3 separate regions of the Drosophila melanogaster genome follow, and regions 1 and 3 are each linked to region 2. Evidence: chromatin contacts called from public ChIA-PET and Hi-C data. All regions are on one chromosome and are shown on one strand. Each heading gives the region's core, a stretch centred on a gene start, on an enhancer-like site or on the middle of the called end of the contact. The rest is flanking DNA. Distances are from core to core; before and after follow the strand shown.

Region 1 (2,700 bases), core at 188-2,687, 180 kb after region 2:
CAGGCGAGGCTCCAGAGCTATAAAACTGCAATAGCCAGTTGGGGTCTGGCCGATCACGAACAGTATGTGAGTCGCATTGTAAGTTAAACAATCTAATAAATATCTTAACATTCAATAACATCGATTTGATGATGTATTCAAGCCCACGGCCGATCAATTTGTGCAATCCTACGCCAGCTGCTTTAACAACAATCCGCAGGAGTTTAAAGTTCTAAATCACGGTGATTTTTGGTCCAGCAACATAATGCTAAGCTATACTCAAACTGGTGATATCAACCAGGTGCGTTTCGTGGACTTCCAACTGTGCAAGTGGGGTAGTCCGGCTCAGGATCTTTGGGAACTCATCATATGTTCGGCACGGCATAGTATACGAATACAATACTTTGACTACTTCATCAGGATATACCACACACACCTAGTGCGCTGCCTAAAGATCCTAAAATACAGCGAACGAATACCAATGCTAAGGGAGCTGCATATGAGCATGATCAAGTATGGATTTTGGGGTAAGAATTTAACTAGACGATCACTATATATAAATGATACAAAACTCTTTTATCAGGCTACTTTACCACCTTCACGCACCTTGTGTTCATTTTGCTGCCACCGGATACGGAAGCTAGCTTGGTGAAGCTTACGCAGCCGGGAGAGGAAGGAGATCGCTTCCGGTCCAAGGTGTACACAAATCCACTCTACGTCCGCTCTGCGCTCAGCATATTCCCCTTTCTACTTCGGCGTGGTATTCTAGACTTTTGAAGCGGTTCAAGTCATTACTGTTAAAACCGAAATTAAGTATATGAATTTGTATTAAAGACTAAAAATGTATACAAGTAGATCGATATATATATATATTTTACATACTTTATCCCGTTTGGACTGTAACTTCTTTTACATCATAATTTAATATGTTTTCAACTATCAAAACAAATATAGTAAACAGCATAGTTTCAGCAGATAAACAAATCTATTTGTTTATTGAAATAATTTTCTGAAGTTGATAACTTGTAGAAAATGTGCTAATGCATTTCTGAAGTTCTGAAGAAAATCCTCTAACTGGCATAGAATATGTATAAATCTATAGAATATAGAATATATACCTATAGAATAAATACATTAGATAAATGCCAAGTCATTAAAGCTTATCACAACAGTTGCCTGTATTCAGATCACATTTTATTTGTTCCCCAAGGAAAACAGTAAAACATCACTAACAAGTACGTTAAATATATATGTATCTCTGTTTTTCCACTTTTATTTGTTGTTATCGGGCACAAGTTCCACACTGCTCAATAAACCGGTTTCATTGCCGCCATAGATTCCACATGTACATATAAATAATATTATATATACATAAATCAGCTGATAAGCCAGCGCAAAGCTAACAACAGAGAGAGCTTTACAGAAGCTCTATCTTTCTCCCAGCCCGTCACATGTTTTGCCCCACATTCTTGATTCGATAGCCCCCAGCGTAAGTTGCTACTCAGCTCTCTGTTATTTTTATTCGGTGCGGTCAGGTGACTTGAGAAAAAAAGAAGAAAATACAATGGGAACCGGCAGCAAGAACTACCAGGCTCCGGAATGGCTCACCGCCGAATTCCTGCAGGATGTGCTGAAGGAACACTTCAAGGAAGAGCAGCTGGCAGTCACCGAGTTGATAGTAAAGAGCGCCCAAGTGGGCGACCAGGCGGCGGGATTTGCCAGCGAAATGCATCGGGCCAGTTTCAATCTTCAGAGGGGCACTGCACCCAAAGGCAAGTTTTCAGTGATTGTGAAGGATCATCCCAAGGGACAAACAGGTGCTGTGGCCCACAGGAGTAAGCTCTTCAAGCGTGAGATTCTGGCTTACAAGGAGGTGCTTCCACGTATTCAAGCCTTGCTCCAATCCATTGGAGATCAAACGAAAATTGCACCTACGTGCTACTACACCACGGAATCGCCGGAGCCATTCCTGATTCTGGAGGACATGCAGCTGTCCGGCTTCGAGAACTTCGAACGCGGTCGACTGCTGAATCTGGACTACGTACTGCCCACCATCGAGAAGGTCGCCAAGCTGCACGCTTGCAGCGCCCTTATCGCCCAGGATAGCCCCGAGGTGCTGGAGTTCTTCGACGAGGCGCCCATTTCGAGGAATCCGGACCGTCGTGACTTCCTCACCTTCTTCCCCGTCAACATTCGCTGCGTGGCCGAGGAAGTGGCTCACTGGAAGGGCTACGAGGAGATCACCGAGAAGATGTTCAACCTGGCCGAGAATGTCCTGCAAAGAGCGCTGACCATGTTTGAGAGCACAGGCAAGGATTTCCGGGTCTTCAACCTCACCGATCTGTGGATCAACAATCTCTTGTTCCACATCAACAACGAGACCAAGGAGCCAGACGATGTGGTCACAGTATGTCATTCATAGACGAGAATCCATTCGAAATCCACGTTAATTTATCTCTTCGTTCACTAGTTGGACTTTCAGTTGGCCTATGTGGGATCCCCAACCATTGATCTCAATTACTTCCTCTACGGATCCTTGAACGAGAATGTTCGTAAGGTCCACTATAAGTACATTGTGAGGGAATACCAGAGAGTGCTTCAGCAGACCCTGGAGAAGCTAAACTACCAGGGACACATTCCAACTCTTAAAGAAATCCACATCGAGTTGATCAAGACCAGTCTTATGGGTATGATCATCATCACCATTTATCTATATTGGTT
Region 2 (2,750 bases), core at 28-2,527:
TTTGTCGATATTTCCTGTGGACTAAAGTTACAAATGTGGTTTATCCTATCTAATTACAATTACCAATTACCCATAACCGAGCGCATAAGATTATTTTTTCGTCAACTCAGTTAAGTTCGAAACTGTCCTAATTCATGTGTAGACTTACATTAGATACAAGTAAAAACAACAAAATATACAGCATATGATTTAAATACATATTTACACGATATAGATCATGGCTATATACAAACAATTCTGCGTATCCGGCTAGGACAAGCAGAATTACAATTATTTAACACGCGACATAAAGATAACAAAAATAAATGGCACAGATATTATAATAAATGCGTAACGATTTTTCTCCTCAAAAGTGAATGTTTTGCAGATATGGGAAGGAAAACTATTAATCATCAAAACTATGAGTAAGAAACGAACTATATAAGGATTATAAAAACGTTCGTGATATATAATCAAATCGGTTTATTTAACTAATCCAGGTCTATACAAGATTACAAGCTAAAAGGAATGCATTCCTGTTTCATTTGGGTGGCATTTGTCTGCTTATCATGCGGAGCTGCTGCATCTGCTGTGCCTGCAGCATGTGTGGACTGGGCTGCATGGGTCCGCCGGGTTGCATTGCACCCGGAGGCATTCCGGGCATCATTCCCGGTCGCGGCGGTGTACCTCCCATGGGTGGCATTCCGCCACCGGGACCTTGCAGCATTCCAGAGCCGATGGGCGGCGTGGGGCGACTGTGTACGCCCTGTTGGATGTCCGATAGGCAGGCCTTCCACTCCTCCAGGCGATTGTAGTGCTTCTGCAGGAGTGCCTCCTTGCGTTGAATCTCGATGCTCAGGTCCTGATTCTCGTCCTTGATCAGCATGTAGGGCTTCAGCGTGGAGACGAGAAAACGCTTCTGCAGGAAGAACGCCTCCATTTGGCGGGCGACGTCTATGAAGCGATTTGTGGTCTTCTGTACCTCCAGATCGATTTCCTCCTTGTTTGTCCCGGAATTCGGCTCCTGTTTGGTCAGCGTCAGCAGGCACGACTGGAAGGCCTCCTCGAACTCGTCCATCAGGTTACCGCCGCCGGACTCATTGCTGGCCATGATTTCGTGAGCTTGGAAGTCGAATAAACAATTAAATACAAATAACTTCGCCGGTTCAGCGGAAACAACAAAAAAATCAGCAACACAATTTCGGGAGGGTTGTTACGTTTTGTAAAGTGCTATACCGACGACTTATCGATAATGAATTAGAAGACGATAAGCGCTATATATCGATAGCCTTAATCGCGGTTTGCATGCGGCTGTTTATGTAAACAAAAAGTTTAAATGACTTAAAATTGTTCACCAAGATGACTGCCCGCATGATCCAACGCGGCCTGCACACTGCTCGCTCCTGTCTGTTGGCGAGAGCTCCTCGTCGCGCAAATCCTGGACTAGGTTACCAGCTGGAGCAGCTGCAGGAGCACCCGGAAAAGAGCAGCGAAGCTAGCGAGGATTACGCCGATCTGGAGTCGGATTTCATGGACGTGCAGAAGACCCATCGGCAGTACGAGAGGGAGCAGCAGCAGCATCGCGACCGCATCCGTCAGTTTATGATAAAGCACAAGTATTTCCGAGACGCCAAGTTGCCCAATCTCTTGCTTCATGCCGAAAAGGAGCAGATGCGCCTGCTGCACGAGCGAGATCCCGAGGAATGGAGCGTTGAGCGATTGGCCGAAAGTTTTCCCGCCACTCCGGACATTGTGCAGAAAATTCTGCGGGCCAAGTGGCGACCGAGAAGTGTGCAAAGGATACGCTCCCACGATGAAACCGTCATTAAAAACTGGCAGCTTTTAGGGACGGGAAAGGGTGACTTCAGTATCCCACCGTCTCTTCTCCAGCATCTGCAGAAATTCGCCGAGCGAAGGTGGCAGGATCTGCGGGAGCTTAAAATCCAGGATTGGCCCACAAAATCACAACTACCGACTCCGCAAGGCAACGAATTCCGCAAACTGCTGGGCAGCAGTAGTAAAACAACAGAGGAGATGCCTACACCACAAATCCCATCCGGCTATGAAGCTCCACCCTCTGCTGCCGAAGATGAAACCTATTTGTTGGACAAAATCCGTAATAAAAAGAAGATGCGGCTGCAGGAGCTTAAGGAATTGCAGCTCGTTGAGTCTGCGCCCGCAGTTCCAGAGGAAATGAAGCGGCCCATCGAGAATCCCAGTGGCACCGGATTCCTGCCCAGTTTCGTGCCCAAGTTTGCGAGCAGCGAGATTGTGATCAGTGCCGCGGATCAGCGCAAGTATGAAATAACCCAGGTGAAAACACGCATTGTTATTCCCCGGAAACTGCATCGCCAAGGAGCCACTTACCGGGTGGAGGATGCCTATTACGATGACGATGGAGAGCTGCTCTACCGAGTGCCTGGAATGACCAGAGCCAGTGGTGATAAATAGCAAATGCCACTTTTAGGTAATATTTATTCGAAAAGAGCATTGTTTAAATTGTAAATTTCGAAAATTGTTAATCACAAGCTTTGTCATCATTGTTTTGTATAAAAATATATAAAACATTTGATACACAGATTCTTAGTTACTTCATGGTCAGCGGTTGAAGGCGGTGGCGATCAAATCACTGCCCGCCATTAGAGAGTCGGATGCCACGGTTATTTGGGCGCCTGTTAGCTTTGCCACAAAATCGCAGGCGGCGATTTCCGCATAACTGGCACCACCCACAATGAATACAAAGAGATTCCTGAGACGCAAGGGGAACATAT
Region 3 (2,880 bases), core at 128-2,627, 140 kb after region 2:
AAATGGCCATCTGCTATGTCAACGCAGATCTGTTTCTTTATATTGTCCAAGTCACATGGCAAGCCAGGAAAATGCTCTCTTACCACGTCACTATCCGTTCTCAAGTTGACTAAGGTCTCCGTATCTGCGTGATCCCATAGGTGAGCTCTAAGCTCCTCCATTCGCTGGCAGCTCAACCCGCATAGCTTGCACTCGATTCTTTTTAACTTTCCTGAGCTATAGAGGCGCTCAGCAAAACGCCACTCTTTCCCGAGCTGGAGAGCCTTCCATTTGGCCTCTCGCTTCTTGTGGCATCGGAGATGAAATATGTACTTGTCCTTGCGCAGGAATCCCTTGCCACAGGTGTCGCACACGTATGAAGCGTTCTCGAAGTGGATCCTGGCGTGGCGCTGCATGTCGCGGTACCAGGAGAATGTCTTTCCGCAAACCTCACATGCGTGCCGGCCATCCGTGGTCATCGCCTGGCTTTTCGCTGGACCAGGTGGGCGTCCTCGACGGCGCTTAACCGGCGATGGTTCAGATGGCTTACATCTAGGAGGGACAAAAAGATTAGGGCTTATAGTGCTATTATATTAGACTTACTCCTCGTTTTCGCTTTCCACTGGATGCTTTACTTTTCGAGAGCTTCGACGTAGATGATACGACTTCTTTTCCACTTGATCTCTTTAAGGAAATTAATGTTATATTGTAAAGACGGTAAGTTTGAAGAACACTTACTCATCGCTTTCCGGACCAGAACAAAATTCCCGATCGCTGCCACTCGCCGGCTGCCACTTAAGTTCCAAAGCCGTCGCTTCGGTGTCGTCCACTTCCACTTCGGACTTGTTACCGCCATCATCGAGGTCTACTTCCGTTTTTATGTTCTGTTCCGCAGGAATATCGATGGGCAATTCGTCTAGACATTCCCTCAACTGAGCCAGCAGCTCTCCATGGACTTTTCTGGCCTGTTGCACAAAGGTATAGGCACTTTCCATTCGTCTCCAGCACTCGCTGCATATATGTTGCGGCAGGTTGTCATCGGTGTTTTCCAGCTGGGTTTAAGGATCAGGATTGTTACAAGGTTAGGAAGGTATGTTCTAAGACCAAGTTCTGTTAACAGACTCACATCGATTTGCGTCAATTCCTGGAGCACCGCATAGTAGCTTTTGGAGGAGTCTTTGTCCAGGCAAGTGGACAAGGGCAGCAATTGGCTGTTCTGCACCGCACAGGTGCGGCACACGTCCGACGGAAGCATTTTTTCCGTAGTGAGCTCGCTTAGCTCATGATTTTCAACTAGAATGTTTATGAAAATCACTGAAAAACAAATTAAACTTATAAATGCAACAAGAGCCCTTTTGAGTGTGACCGATGTTTATGCAATCAGCTGTTTCACAATGCAATCCGCGTTTTTCAGCACTACTCACTCAGCTGTTTTTTCAGTTGGCTAAACTGACACTTTTTGCTCTTTAACTTGGTTATAAAAAAAGTAAAATAAATGCGTTAGGAGATGACCAGGACGTGCAGAGTGTGTGGCTGCGACGACGGACGCTACTGGATTGAAACGCCCGTGGAGAAGTACGCGGAGAAGACCTTCGTCCAGCTGCTGGTCGAGCTAACGCGAATCGAGGTGGGTGAATTGTCCTTTTGTCATTCAATTGGTGCCCTCATCTATATTAATTTACTTTATTTAAATGGTACTAAAAGGTGGTCATGGCGCAAGCTGAGAAGTTCCCACAGTGGCTGTGCTACGCGTGTGCCGAGAAGCTGGAGAGCACCTACGATTTTGTGCTGCAGGCACGTCGAACACACGAGCTGTGGCTGCAGAAAATCGGGGATTCTTTGAATGGGGATGACGAGATGGAGGGCACTGCGGCCTTGGAATGCCTGCGTGAGACACCCATCCACCTGTTTGAGATTGAAGGCGTGACCATCAAGACGGAGGAACTGGCTTCAACGCAACAGGCGCCCAAGGCAGATCCTTTAGTGCGCCCGCGCATTGTCAAACGGAGTATTGTACACTTTAGCGATTCCGATGAAGACCTGGATGATGTGCCTCTGCGTCAACGTAAGATAGCAGCCTCGGTCTGCGGCTCTGACACGACGAAGGAAAATGTTTGCGAGCTGTGCAACAAGGTCTTCAGATATGTCACCAATCTGTATCGTCACAAGCAGAGGGACCACGGAATTCTGGGCAAGAACGGAGAGGAGTATGAAACAACTTTATGCTAGCTAGATAGCCATCTAAAAGTTTTTTATTGATAGTTATGAAGAAGACTATTACAAGTGCGATCTGTGCGATAAAACCTACAAGTACGTGATGGCGCTGGTGAAGCACAAACACAAAGAGCACGGATCCAGTCTCCTGTCGAATAATTCCGGGCGAAAGATGCCGTCAACTTTGGCCGAAGATGCCAATCCATACAGTCCAGCATCCATCTCTGAAACATCCACTAATCAAAGCAGAACCAACAACGACTCCCTGGTACACAGCATCATCAAGGCAGTGGTGTAAGATTAATGTCATTATTCATTATGCGGGTGCCACAAATATCACATCAATTCCATAGTAAAATCCAAAACGGAAATCTTTTGTATCGCAAAATGTGTCTAATAATTGCCATCTGCCCGCTTGATTGCTAGTCCATTTACCTAATTGATATTTGCACTATTCTTTTTTGCAGACTCTCCGATGAGGATGGCCACAGTGGTGAAGATAGCTACTACAATTGCGATCAGTGTAGTAAATCGTACAAGTACATTGTCAGCTTGATCAAGCACAAGCACAAAGAGCACCTAGACAAGGAGTCATACAAGCAGTCGGATGACGAAGACGATCGGCCTCTGGCCTCCACATCCGCCTCGGCAAGTGCACCAACTGCGAAACCTTCTAGGATCAACCGA

Evidence for each region. Hi-C and Micro-C count contacts between places; a contact is called where the count stands out from the background. ChIA-PET counts read pairs in DNA pulled down with a chosen protein or histone mark.
Region 1: a contact with region 2 is called in an RNA polymerase II ChIA-PET map of the Kc167 cell line, with 5 times the contacts expected there. The contact joins the promoter of CG31098 here to the promoter of CG4553 in region 2. A contact is called at or near these places in 3 of 107 Hi-C or Micro-C datasets (the Clone 8 cell line, the Kc167 cell line and the S2 cell line) and 1 of 6 datasets of contacts at active chromatin or transcription factors (the Kc167 cell line).
Region 3: a contact with region 2 is called in a Hi-C map of the Kc167 cell line, with 3 times the contacts expected there. The contact joins the promoter of CG11902 here to the promoter of CG4553 in region 2. A contact is called at or near these places in 17 of 107 Hi-C or Micro-C datasets (the Clone 8 cell line, the D17-c3 cell line, the Kc167 cell line and 7 more) and 4 of 6 datasets of contacts at active chromatin or transcription factors (the Kc167 cell line and the S2 cell line).

Annotation. Positions count from the first base shown.
Region 1 is chr3R:25,291,714-25,294,413 of dm6, reverse strand. CG31098 reads left to right here and starts at 1,437. Exons shown (of 3, transcript NM_170212.3): 1 at 1,437-2,386; 2 at 2,450-2,666. The coding sequence starts at 1,544. It overlaps CG31102, which reads left to right. Exons shown (of 4, transcript NM_170213.3): 2 at 1-66; 3 at 143-506; 4 at 563-956. The coding sequence ends at 756.
Region 2 is chr3R:25,475,442-25,478,191 of dm6, reverse strand. It overlaps CG4553, which reads left to right and starts at 1,277. Exons shown (of 1, transcript NM_143139.2): 1 at 1,277-2,556. The coding sequence starts at 1,339. The coding sequence ends at 2,430. Vps33B (Vacuolar protein sorting 33B) reads right to left here. Exons shown (of 4, transcript NM_143138.3): 4 at 2,436-2,750. The coding sequence ends at 2,578. MED28 (Mediator complex subunit 28) reads right to left here and starts at 1,189. Exons shown (of 1, transcript NM_143140.1): 1 at 447-1,189. The coding sequence starts at 1,090. The coding sequence ends at 521. It overlaps XNP (XNP,), which reads left to right. Exons shown (of 4, transcript NM_170228.3): 4 at 1-324.
Region 3 is chr3R:25,333,754-25,336,633 of dm6, reverse strand. It overlaps CG11902, which reads right to left and starts at 1,377. Exons shown (of 5, transcript NM_143132.4): 1 at 1,106-1,377; 2 at 718-1,031; 3 at 583-663; 4 at 1-531. The coding sequence starts at 1,234. It overlaps CG10669, which reads left to right and starts at 1,391. Exons shown (of 6, transcript NM_001170257.2): 1 at 1,391-1,606; 2 at 1,684-2,186; 3 at 2,242-2,487; 4 at 2,661-2,880. The coding sequence starts at 1,487.